2 separate regions of the Zea mays genome follow, and region 2 is linked to region 1. Evidence: chromatin contacts called from public Hi-C data. All regions are on one chromosome and are shown on one strand. Each heading gives the region's core, a stretch centred on a gene start, on an enhancer-like site or on the middle of the called end of the contact. The rest is flanking DNA. Distances are from core to core; before and after follow the strand shown.

What was found. A called contact is a pair of places that touch in the nucleus more often than the background predicts.
Region 2: a contact with region 1 is called in a Hi-C map of ear, with 3 times the contacts expected there. The contact joins the promoter of an1 here to the promoter of LOC100285393 in region 1. A contact is called at or near these places in 7 of 25 Hi-C or Micro-C datasets (ear, endosperm, leaf and 1 more).

What each region holds. Positions count from the first base shown.
Region 1 is chr1:246,660,494-246,666,982 of Zm-B73-REFERENCE-NAM-5.0, reverse strand. It overlaps LOC100285393, which reads left to right and starts at 3,651. Exons shown (of 18, transcript NM_001158286.2): 1 at 3,651-3,760; 2 at 3,994-4,184; 3 at 4,265-4,574; 4 at 4,672-4,893; 5 at 4,969-5,193; 6 at 5,569-5,643; 7 at 6,145-6,283. The coding sequence starts at 4,025.
Region 2 is chr1:246,890,610-246,897,787 of Zm-B73-REFERENCE-NAM-5.0, reverse strand. an1 (CPP synthase) reads right to left here and starts at 2,276. Exons shown (of 13, transcript NM_001111859.3): 1 at 1,965-2,276; 2 at 1,308-1,505. The coding sequence starts at 2,031.

The DNA.
Region 1 (6,489 bases), core at 2,402-4,901:
AGCTGTTGGGCCCCCTTCTTTGTATTTGGTGGCTCCATCCGAAGGATAGCTTCGATCTTATTTGGATTGGCTTCGATTCCCTTTGTTGATACCAAGCAACCAAGGAACTTGCCCTTCTTCACTCCAAAAACACACTTTTCTGGATTTAATTTCAAACGAGCTTGCCTGAAATTGGCAAATGTCTCTTGCAAATCAACAATGTGATTTTCTTGCTTCGTGCTTTTCACTATGATATCATCAACATAGGTCAGTACATTCCTGCCTATTTGAGAATGAAGGACCTTGGCTGTCATTCTGCTTAAACTTCCTCCAGCATTCTTGAGCCCCTCACGTATCCGAAGATAGCAATAGGTACCACTAGGGGTTATAAAGCTAGTCTTCGGCTCGTCTTCCTTCTTCATCCAAATTTGATGATAGCCTGAGTAACAATCCAATAGACTCATGAGCTTTGAAGAAGCTGCTGCATCTACAAGGGAGTCTATTCTTGGTAATGGAAATTCGTCCTTTGGACAAGCCTTGTTAAGATCTGTGAAATCAATGCACATTCTCCATTTACCATTGGCCTTCTTCACCATAACAGTGTTGGCTAGCCACTCTGGGCATTTCACCTCTCTGATGACACCGACACTAAGAAGTCTCTTCACTTCGTTCCGAGCACCTTCAGCTTTGTCTTCAGACATCTTTCAAAGCCTTTGTTTTCTTGGCCTGAAAGATGGATCCACATTGAGTGAATGTTCAATAACATCTCTGTTGACACCACAGAGATCATTGACTGACCAAGCAAAGACATCTTTGTTGTTGAATAAAAATCTTAGCAAAGTCTTCTCTTGCTCATCAGATAACTGAAACCCCAGCAGTGCCCTTTGTTCTGCTATATCTTCACATAGAAGCATAGGCTTCGGCTGATCCACCGAAGCGGCCTTCTCTCTTTTGTATTTATACTGTTGACAGGCTTTAGCTCCATCTATGCTATGGATTGCCTTTGAATCTGTCCAGTTCCCTTCAGCCCTTCTAGCAGCTTCTTGACTCCCATGGACAGCAATGGGCCCTTGTTCCGAAGGTATCTTCATGCATAAATATGCTGGATGAAGTATTGCTTCGAAGGCATTAAGTGTCCCTCGACCAATGATTGCATTATAGGGGTACTCCATGTCGATAATGTCAAAGACAACCTGTTCAGTCCTTGTGTTGTAGACGTAGTCGAAGGTAACTGACATTGTGATTTTACCAAGTGCGACAATAAGCCTTCCTCCGAAGCCACAGAGAGGGTGTGTAGCATCATGAATCTTGTCCTCTGACTCTTGCATCTGTCTGAAGGCCTTAGCAAATATGATATCCGCTGCACTGCCTATGTCAACCAGAGCATTATGAACCAGAAATCCCTTGATGACATAAGATATGACCATAGCATCATTGTGAGGGTAATCTTTGAGCTGAAGGTCCTCCTGGGAGAAGGGGATTGAAATGTGGGACCACTTGGACTTGATGAAGGGTCCTTGCACTCCAACATTCTGCACTCTTCTCTGTGCTTCCTTCTTCTGCTTCTTGTTGGCTGGTTCTGCACTTGAACCACCCGTGATTGGGAGCACCAGCTTCGTAGCCGAAGGTGCTACAACTTGGTTGCTGAACGAAGCCATGAGCTCAATTGTGGAAGTGAGTTCACCGGAGGTGGGCGCTAATGTTGGGGACTTGTTCTCAAATGCTATGAGTTAAGAACAAGGCAACACAAAATGTTAATGGCTAAAGTCCTTCGTCCTTCAGAGCATTATCTCCCTTAGGATATAATGATCTTTAGACGAAGGTTATGAAGGACGTACCTTCATCATTGCAGTATATATATATATTAATGAAAGAAGAAGCATATGAAACATGAGAGATAACATGAATAATCATATGACATCATTAATATATCTTTATTATATCACCATGAATGAACATGAACAATATTGAATTACATTTGAACCTTCGGCTTGACAGAAGGCAAAAGTCCAAGCGTGACGCACGAGTGAATACAAGTCAGCGTGAATAGTACAAGGGTACTGTTCACCTATTTATATGCACGGGACGCAGCCCGGTCAAAATTATATTTATGTCCTTGATGACTAGTTACAATCATGACATAAATTATCATGGACTGATCGGTCTTTTCCTCTTTAAGTCGGTGCAGCCCTTTGTCTCAAGGCATGTCACTATGCCGAAGCTCCCTGGATCGTAGCTTCGGCGTGTACCTTCGCGTTGTATTTACTTATATGCCGATCTTTCGAAGGTGTTTCTGCTTAGAGGACCTTCGGCGACGAAGCAGGCCCCCAACACTGAGTTAGTAATCCATGTTTGCAATAGATGAACACCCTAGTGACACTATACCTAGAGATGGCCAAACGGGCCACCGGCCCGGGCCCGGTGAAGCCCGACCCGTTTTGGGCTCGGCCCGCCAGGCACGGTTAGAAATACGGGTCGGGCCATTTAAACTCGCGGGCTCGTTTCCTTGTCCGAGCCCGGCCCACAGCGGGCCTAAACGGACCAGCCCGACCCGGTAAGCACGGAAAAAGCGGGGGCCGAAAAACGGGCTAAGTGGTCGTTAAGCACAGTTTAGTGCAAAAAAGTGGACTTGGCGGGCTTAGAGGTAAACGAGCCGTGCCGGGCCAGCCCACCGTGCTTAGTATCCTTTCCGGGCCCAACCTTCTTATTTGTGCCGGGCCGGCCCGGGTCCGCATAGAACCGGGCCGTGCCGGGCTCGGATCGGGCCCAAACAGCGGGCTTCGTGCCGGACTCACGGGCCTCGTGCTTATTGGCCATCTATAACTATACCATGGATGAAGCGTGGAGGAAGATGTTCATGAGAATGCTAGTTTTTATGGTATGAAGAAGGTGACTATGATGTTAGATGAAATACCCTCTTTTGGCCAAATTTTCTCTCGATCTTGTGAGGAGATTAGTTACAATTTAAATGACCCTAGCATATCAATTGAGGGTTTATTGTCCCATGTTGCATCTGGGACAGTTGTCTGACGATTGATCTTCATTAGCTCTGAAGATAACTGGGTGAAATATGTCAAAACTGTGAAGGCGATTGTTCCTAGGAGCAACAATCAAAACTAATAATAAAAAAAATACATCACAATATACAAAACGAATCAGTGAGACACCATACCTTGGTATACAAAGTATTCCAACTCGAATCAGTCGTTTTTGAAGAAGATTTGAATGGAGAGAAAGTTGAGAATAGAGGAGGCCGCAACTCTCGACCAACAGAACGACCGATTTATAGGACTTTCTAGCTCGGCGCCAAGATCTGTGGCACCGAGCTAGGAGGGCACGTCCCTAGCCGCCGACGCCACATCAGAGCTCGATGCTATAGCCTATGACGCCGAGTTAAGGGTCTAAATACTGAAATAAGTCATTCAAAGGTGTAAATGTAAATTTTGGTGAAAAAATGGTTAAAAAACAAAAAAATTCGGGAACACGGAGGCGCTAAAAACAACTCGAGGTAAGGAGACTGCAGACGTTGAGAGATAAGGGGTACCTAGCTCGAAACAGTAGCCGAGCCGAGTGTTAAGCCGAAATAGCCGAACAACGAGCCAGACGGAGCCGAGCCAGACGGAGCCGATATCCAACCCTCCATCTAACCAGTGGTAATGGTGGTTTTGGTCAGAGTGTTGGTCGCCTGTGCCAAATTCCGCTGCCCGGCGGCGAATTTACTCCTCTCAGCCTCTACTTCTCGGGTTCGAGCTCAACCCGGCGGGCCACTGCTGCGACAAAGGTCAGCTCTTGAAAAAAAAGTTCCACTTCTTCTTGTTCTTCCTCTTGTTTTCTCGTCTCTCGGATGACATCTCAGAGTTGGGTTAGTTTACGATGCTCGTCTGCCTTGTCATGTAAACATACAATATTTGAGTAGTCATGGAAGAATCTTGCATTGGTCTGCTTGTCTTATCTGGATTACTAGGTTCAGTTTGTCATGTGGGTGATGCTGATCTAATCCCTTTGACTGCACAGGACTAGCAAGGTTTCATTGCGCTCAATTGCTATGTCTACCACACAAGCCTCAGAAGCAGCTGCTGACAAAGGATTGCCTCTGGCAGTGGACGCTACCATGATTGATGAGTATGCCTCCCAGTCAAAGTTGCTGCAAGAATTTGTTAAAATCCCAACTATTGGCAAGGCTTGGATCTTCAATTCCAAGGATGGTATGCGCTGTCGTTGCTACTCTCTCTCTCCTTTTCTTTCATGAAATTTAGTTTTCTTGTCGTTATTCGGGGGTCTGCAGACGACATGTCCAAAGCAGTGGTTTCGATTGGCAAATCAGATCTTTTGGCCAATAAGAGGAGACAATTCCTTTTGAATACTCACATTTCAAAGAGTCCCTCAAAGTCTGTCGATTTTCAGTGGTCCCCCTTCCCTACTGAAATAAGTGGAGTGTCAGCAATAGTTCCATCTCCATCTGGAGAAAAACTTCTTCTAGTACGCAATTCTGAAGATGATTCCCCTACAAAACTAGAGATTTGGGGCCCATGTCAGTTAGAGAATGAGATACATATTGCAAAATCTGTTCATGGATCACTCTATACTGATGAATGGTAAATTCCCTAATCCTTTCTTTTCTTCTTTTGGAAGAGGAAGAGAGCGTTTTACCATTGCAACTCTTCCTTGTGCTAAAGTGCTGCTCTGATGCAGGTTTGAAGGGATATCATGGAACCAGGAAGAGACTTTCATAGCTTATGTTGCCGAGGAGCCTCCTCAACCAAAGCCAGTGTTTAATGATTATGGATTCAAGAAGGAAGGTTTATCAGAAAAGGACTGCAAGAGCTGGAAGGGACAAGGGGATTGGGAGGAGACCTGGGGAGAAACCTATTCCAAGAAAAGGATTCCTGCACTGTTCGTCATCAACATCTCCAGGTATGTTTATAGTCACCTTGAAGGGATAGATTACAAATATCATGTTTTTATGAGGAATATAATGTGTTCTTGCAGTGGTGAAGTTCGACCTGTCAAGCAAATACCTAGATCATTAAGTGTTGGCCAAGTGATTTGGGCTCCATCATCTTCATATAGCTTGGTTTTTGTTGCATGGTCATCTGACAATGGGTTCCAAGGGACACCAAGGAAGCTTGGTATTAAATACTGCTACAACAGACCATGTGCTCTGTATGCTGCTCCTGATCCTTTCGGACAAGAAGCTGAGAAATCATTAACTGAGTAAGAATATCAGTCCCATAACCTCAAGATAATTATGAAACATAGTTTTTAATAAAAGAAGGCAAGCCTAGTAAAATGGTGGGAGCTGTCTCACTGAGTCAGCAGGTTGCAGATTCGAAGCATCCTCTCCGCATTTGCGGGGAGAAGGCTTGCCTCGGTTTATCCCTTTCCCAGACACACTCATGTGGGCGCCTTCGACACTAAGTCTATCCTTTATAGTTTTTAATAAAAATGAATAATGGTAATACATGCTTTTTCTTTATTAATTTAAATCATAAAGTGAAAAATGCTGACATATTGTACACAAAATGTCTTGTAAGGTATAGTAAGGCATATGCTTTATTTTCTGATGTCATGTTTCGAATATTGGCATAGGGGCAATAAGGGTGAAACTACAACTATGATCAAATTAACAGCAAACCTGAGCAGTGCCTTTTTCCCACGGTTCAGGTAGGAACACTTCAATTTTTTTTCTTCAGTTATACTGTTCAGCTTTGGTTAATCATTTCAACTGGATATATTGGAAGCAACATCTACGCTATTTTGTTTTCATTTGTTAAATTATGATTATCATTTAGTATTAGGAGTGCCTAGACTGTCATCTGCCATGGTTACTGGTTTCAAACTTTCACTTGATATATGGGTTCCTCTATGTCACAAACTGATTGACTGTCCATATTGTCAGGTAGAATTTTCTGTGTCGTAAAAAAACTTTAAGTGACACTGTTAGAGGTAAACTTAACTGTTTTATTTAATTTGGAAGTTAAGAGGCTTATCATTTCCCTCTTTTGCAAAGACTCTGGAAGCAGTAGATGTGAATCTCAGAATCTTTTTGCATGACATAAATTTATTGTGCATACCAAAAGGAACTGTATCTTTTAATTTAATTTTTTGATGCATGCACATTAACACTACATTGCAACACAAAATAATGGAAGCTTTTATTTATAGTCCGGATGGGAAGTATCTTGTCTTCATCTCAGCGAAGAGTGCTGTAGATAGTGGGGCACACAATGCTACAAATTCATTGCATAGAATCGAATGGTGTACAGATGGAAAACTGGATGGGAGCCTTGGAGTTGCTGACGTGGTATGGACCCCCACCCCCTTTGCCTTTTAGCAAAGTGCTGTATGATATACATTTACACAGATGCATCATATCACCTTTTGAGTAAGCAGTGCTAGATGAATACTTGTATTGGGGGTAATTAAAGTGTTTGAATTCAACATTCCTTTTATCCTTTAACATTTTCACTTGAGAGTAAAAGAACGTGGAGATAATGCTTTGGTTCTATT
Region 2 (7,178 bases), core at 1,027-3,526, 230 kb before region 1:
CAAATAGTGTCGTATCAGGTCGTAACAATATTAAATGGATCAGCTGTGTCTAAATAACTATCACATTTAATCAAGGTCTACCTATATGATATATAGAAACGGTAACCATACACGAGCACCTACCTAGTAAATAATAAAATGTAAACATTGTGAACTTAATAGGAAAATTGAATATATGCAAGACCAACACACCGCGGAATACCAGGTATGCATGTTTGCCCGCCTTTAGTTAGACTTTTGTGTCAACAACTCCAACTCTGGTTTTGGCTCTTGTGTGAAAATAGCTATGTTCTTGTTTTCACAAAAAGTTTCGGGATGAGCACCCTATTTAGTACGAAATGCAGCACCTTCAGCCAACATGGAACCCATGAGAGAGGGGAGGAATGGAGGATGGGAGGGAGCCTTAGAAGCCTCTTTTCGAGCCCCCGACTTTGCTCGTTTCTTGGAAGCAGCTCCTTGCTATTTTCAACGAGAAGCTAGCGGAATAGCCCCCGTTTCATAGATTTTTTAAGGAGTTGTTGGAGGAGCCTTTGAAAGAGCCTTATCAAGGAGGCTTATGCTATCTCCAGCAAACTACGTACTTCAATCAGTATTTCAAACTTTACTATGTAAACATTGTCGTCTGCAGTACAGAACAGTCTATTGGAGTTGGCCTTAGGCTGTGGCTAGCGAACCGTGTATATGACCGTATAAAACATTGTTTTGCATTACAAATTATACTGTTTACGAAGTAAAGTTTGAAATAGAAGGTAGAATAGGTAACGCTGCTGGAGATAGCCTAATAGTAGTAATCATGCATGGTGCGTACTCGGCCTATCCCATAGAGAGTGTCACTCTTGTTTTTCATACAAATTAAATATTTTTAACTTTAACTAAATATGTATGATGCTAATATATATTTTTGTAACACTAGTCAAATTTGATGTGCTATAATCCTAAATGTTGTTAGTGAAAACGCACTGTAGCACTTTGAATCCGGGCTAGAAGCTAATAGTAAGGTCGTATAAACAAAACGGACTAGCACTTAATAAGTAAAGCAAAATTGTGACGAAAAGCTCAACTTTCTTTTTGGTTTCCGGCTTTAGCAAAAGCAGCAGGAGATATAGCAAGAGGGGAAGCGACAAGCGCAGGTGCGTGCGGCAGAGTGTCTGTGCTGCTACGGGCGCACTGCAGCACGGCACAGCATCTGTCTGAGTGTTTCGTTCGCTCATCAATTCAAGAGAGAGAGAGAGAGAGAGCATCTGTGTACGTGACTGGGGGGTGGATGATGAGACTAGTCAAATCAAATATAACGAGCAAGCTAGCACCTTTAGCACTGGAGACGTTGTCAGGCTGCTGCGTTGTCGTCGCCGTGGCCGGGGCCTGCTGCTGCGCTCTCCACCACCCGGCGAGCCTGAGGCTGCCGCGGGGCCCCGTCGCGCCCGCGCCTCCTCCTCCTCCTGCTGCTGCTGCTTTGCCACGGATACGGATGCGGATACGGCATGGACCTGATTGACGAGCTGCAGCTGCAGGCAAGTGAAAGCAGAAAAGCAAAAGCAGCGGTGAGGAACTCGACCATCAGGACACACAACAAAGCAAGAGCTAGCACTAGCAGCAGCAGCGCCTGACTGCCTGCCTGCCTCTCTCCATCTTGCTTATGTTTGTTTCTTTGTCTGATTGCCCATCTGCCTGTGTGTGTGGCTACCCTAAGACGACGACGACGACTTGCTTGTCCGAACCCAAAAATACAATTTTTCATCTTGCTTACACGTTTGTTTCTTTGTCTGATTGCCCACCGGCCGTGTAGCGCCGAGGACAATGCGAAATTTGGAAGTAGCTTGTAGTAGTAGGCATGCAGGCAGACGACAAGGGCAAGGGCCTGGCGCGGCGCCATATACGTACTATACATAGATAGATAGGCATCATGGAACCTCGGCTGGCCGGCGCCGCGGAGGTAGCAGCTGCTGACGACGGTGTACACGTACCTTCGACGATGCGAGGAGGGAACAACGGCGAGGACGACGGTGCGGCCGCCGGCGAGAGGAGCTTCATGCCGCCGCCGCCGCCGCCGCGCGATCGTAATAATTGCAAATCGCAATGCAGGCACGTACGCACGCGCGCGAGACGGCAAGGACGAGACGTTCGCGCGAGGCCAAAACGCCGCCGCTAATCTAGGGCAAAACAGAACAGAAGAGAGCAAAACAAGACGCGCGCGCTGGCTATTAATAGGCGGAGCAAGTATGGCTGCTACTAATCATTTCCTTCTTCGACGCGTGCGTTGTTGGTGGGAAGGAGAGAGAGACGACGATACTATGTGTGTGAGCAGCTATAGCGTAGCGTGTGTATATATATATAGGACGAGACACACAAGTCTGAGAGAAGTGAGTGAGGGACTAGTAGCTGGGAGCAGAGTAGAGAGGCAGGCCCGAATGATTCCCGCGCGGGGACGCACCGGCTAGTGGACAAAAAACCACCAGCGTTTCGCTAATCCTTCTCGCGGCGTGCGTGCGTTGGTGCGTGAGTATACTGTATACATAACCAACCAAACTATTAAGTTTGTGATCCAAATTCTGAATATAGAGACAATATTAGCGAGCAGAGTGGATACCCATCGTCCAAAAACTTAGGTATATATTAATGAACCTAATTAGAATTTATCGCACGTCGTCTTTTTACTTCTCTTGTAAGCCGCCGTCTACGAACGACGTTACATAAACACTTCACATCAACTGGCTGGTGCTCATAATTTTTCCTTTCTCATTGAAAGGTTTTTAAGTAAATTTATGTGTCGTGCTTCCAGATTTGTTAGTTGATCTATTTTGTTTTTTATGCTGTTTCTGCTAACACAAAGTAGCTTTGTACGTGATTTGCGAACGGACGGGTGGCTGGAGACGGACATTCGTCGCCCCGTCGCAACAAGATGCCCTCTATAATCTGTCCACAGCCGATAAATATTTATATACACGTAAGCGTAGTACGTACGTGCCTAGAACTGGTGTTTTCCTTTTTGTTTCAGGGAAGATGCCTGGCAACTAGTCCGTGCAGTGGGACGGCAACCCGGGAAAAAAAAATCTCGTTTGTCGAATAGTTAAAGTTTTTCTTTTTGTTTTTTTTTACTGAATGGACGTATCTTAAGATACTTTTTTTATAGTAAATTTAACTAAACATCTAAATGTTGACAATATCTTTAACAAGTTCAGTTAAATTTAAGATTTTTTAGACTTACCGACGTGAAGCGAGATTTACGACCTCGTTTTCATTTGGGGGGATGGAGAATCTCGAGTTCTCGACAGACTGTGTAAGGCCGTTGGTCATCGGTTGCTTTTGATGGAAAGAAAAAATAAAGGCGAGAGCTGCATGCAGCAGAGCAGAAACACGGACACACGCCGTTCCCGTGAACGCATTTATTTTTAGCTTTAGCAAGATACGGCATGGACCTGATTGAAACAGAACCAGTTGCCAAAGCGGTAAAGGCTGGAGACCACAGGAGCCGCTGTCGACCGAATTGAAGCGCGAGATGCAACACCCTACTCCTACAGCTACTGTGAGGCACAGACGTTATTTTTTTAAAAGAATTCTAGGGCTCACCCGCAAAATATAAACAGTCTCAACCCCAAACACATTCAAGCTATACTCCTTAGGCCATGTTCGGTTGGGTCTAAACGACGGGGATCGTTGTATGATCCATAGGTATCATTGCCGCTGTGAATCTAATACCAGCCCGTGATCAAATGGTTGTTCATTTAGCCCACATGTGTTTGCAAACTACGCTCAATCCAAACGAAAACCACCAATCCCGGCCTAGAATCGATCCAGAAAAAAATAGCTGTGGAACTTCACCCTAGACACGCATGGGTGTGAAAGCGACGACGGCAGCGCGATTCACAACGGCAATGCGTCCCTTCCACCACCGATCGCCGCCATCTTCGTCAGCCACCTTTTCTCCTGTGAGTCATCCTTCCCTATCTTTCCTTCTCTCCCATGTCTGTGCGCCTCTCTCCCCTTTCTCCACCGCCTGTTCCACTCCCTCGTCGGCTGCAGTTGGAGAATCAGACAACCGCGACCTCGGTGTTAGGTTTCCCGACTAGCGGTCACCGCTCGAGTGTGCCGCCTTCTATGCCGACCCCACCAAGCACTGCCCCTTCACCCGCACATCCCCTACGAGCTTCCTGGGTACATGGCGCACGACCATGCTCACCAAGGCAAAGGCCAAGACCATGTGGGTGGGAACTGATCCATTGAAAGTAGCCTAGAGGGGGGTGAATAGGCAACACCTGCAATTCTCAATAAACTTCGAACTTTTATGAGAAAAAGACGGTTTAACAAGTGAGGCATGTTCAACCGGTCTTGAGGCCGGTTTAATCGCAAATCACTTGTTCAACTGTGAACTTAATAGAAACTACTCAGATCTACAATGAATAATGTAGCGGAATAATTGAACTAAAGTTAACTAGATAGATCACAGATCTGAGATGATAATGACCAAGTCACAACCACAATGAAGCACACAAGACACACAATTTTTACCGAGGTTCGGTCACACCACCAAGGTGTTGTACTCCTCGTTGAGGTGCCCACAAAGGGCTGGATCTTTCTCAACCCCGTTCCTCAATGCCGACCACATAGGTCAAGGCAATCCCTTAATTTTGCCCACAAAGAGCCGGTGATACAAACGTTCTTGGGGTCGTCCACAAACTTAGACACTCCCAAAACAAGATTACAAGCACACAAGGAACGACACATTCCAAGAACAATAATATCGCAAGTAAGAACGATTTGCACCAACTAGAGAGAAAGAGAATGAAGAACTTGAATCAAATTCGCGCTTTAGATTGAAAACTTATCTCACACCAATGAATCTTCCCACCGATCGAAGGGGAGACGACTTAGGGCGCGATATTGGAGTTGAAATGCTTTGAATCAGAGGAGGACAACCGTCACAAGGGTTTGGTTCGTTGTTTCTAGCGTTTGGGCAAGAAGAGGAAAGGTTTATATAGCCCCACAAATCAGATCTGGTTGATTCTGTGCGTCTGCGCAAATCTCGGTTGAACCGGCCCTAAACCCGATTGAACCGAAAAAATCCAGAGAAGAACTCAGTCATTTTCGGTTGAACCGGCCTAGAACCCGGTTGAACCAGCCTGCACTGGAAAAACATGGATTTCAAAAATAAGGGGGAGAAAGAGCATGACGACTTTGCAACTTTACAAAATTAGAATTTTGAAGCGGATAGAAATAGTTGGTGCATACCATCCTTACCATGCAAAGGAACTAATCATACGAAGATCTCTATTACTAATCAGGAATAATCAAAATACTTGGGGATCTCCGCTAGAAACCACCTTCAGATCTTTATCCTTTTAACACTTGGTTTCCTGTTAGTTCGTTTATTTCTTTCCTGTGCATCCTATTATGATTTAAAACTGACATACACTAGGAGCAAACTCATTAGTATATTTTTATTTGTTTTGTCTATTGATCACCAAAACCCTCAAGAGGTTGATTGCACTTACAATCTCCCCATTTTTGGTGATTGATGCGATAACAAATAAAACGATAGGAAATAATAAAAAGAGTTAATGTTATCTTTTTTAACATTTGTGTTTGTATGATTGCCCCTAAATCTATGCATCGAATAAAATTTTGAATTGACCTAATATGTCAATTTGCATCACATTTGGAGATAAAGTGAAAAAGTCACACATACACATATGTTCGAGGGGTGCACACATGTGTCACAAAAAAAATATCCATGAACAGAATGCATATGATATATTATGCACACAAATAACTCAACAATCATGATAGCATAGATATCAAGGATTACAGCATAAATGAAACTCAAGTGAATATCCATCATAACATGATATTAAAGAAGAGTCTATTACATAACATCCATCACGTCACATAGAGTTCAAGACGTAGTTATTACAAGCCAAATGTTCAAAGACATAAACCACCTGAAAAAAATAAAGATGATACTCCAAATCCCTAGCTCACTCCCCAAACTCTCCCCTTTTTAGCACCAAGCACCAAAAAGGCAAGAGAAAAAACAGCTTACAACCCACTATAGGGATCACCACCAGGCGGCGACGCAAAGATCTAGTCGAAGATGGCTGCGACGAAATGATAACCTAAAGGAGTATGACCAGGACGAGGCAGAGGAGCCTAGGAGGACGAATGCTGATCTAGACACGAAGGAGGTGGAACTGACTGACCCTGTCCCCAAACAACATCATCTTTAGGAGTGTAGAAGGGGACACCATAATGATGTTGGTGCCACTGTTCAATGTCTTCAAAGGGTTGATGCAGAAAGACGTCCTGGGAGCGAGGTGGTAGAGGCACACCAAGGGAGACTGACTGACGATGGATGTTGTCGTCTGTCTTCCCCTGGCGGCGAGCCAACTCATGCACATCTGCAGAGATGTTGTGACACATCGAGAACAAAGCAGCAATACCATGAGCATGACGCGAGCCAAGACCTCTGCCTCGACCTCTACCACGACTGCTACGGTCCATAGGACGCGAAGCTGAAGCAGCCCGAGAAGAAGATGGATGAGGAGGAGGCATATGAGGAGGCTCATCAGAAGAGTAATCTTGTCTAGCAGCTCCAGCAAACGCTCTCTTTGATCTTCCAGCAGGATTGGCTGGATCTATCCAATAGGGGGTGTAGGCAACAGGATGAACTTCTTTCTCAAACCATGTCTGATAAACAACCTCAATCATCTTCATGATAAAAGGTGCAGGAACACAACCCTTACTTGGATATAAAGAAACATAGATTATTTCCTGCTAAATCAGGTCAAAAACATTGAGTCGTTGGGTCTTGTTAGGTTGCATAAAGAAGAGTAGTGTCTGACTGTCACCAAGGACATTGACCTGATTCCCTCCTTTAGGCAACAAAGTCATCCTGAACAATGCATTAATATATCTAAAATAGCAATGCATATTGGGAGTTTTCCAAAACTTATCAGGAGGCACATGGATATCCATCACTTGTTCATGGGCGGATGATTAAACTCATGCACACGAGCCTTGTCTAGAGCAATGTCTGCATCAGAGAACCTGAGAATGTGTGCAAATCTGGCATAGTTGACCCTGTACCAAGTTCCCTCAACATTTAAATTCATATAAGGGTGAGGATAATCGCCATCTTCACTACCAAGCGTAATCCACAAGGTAGAATAGAACTGTGCAATGAC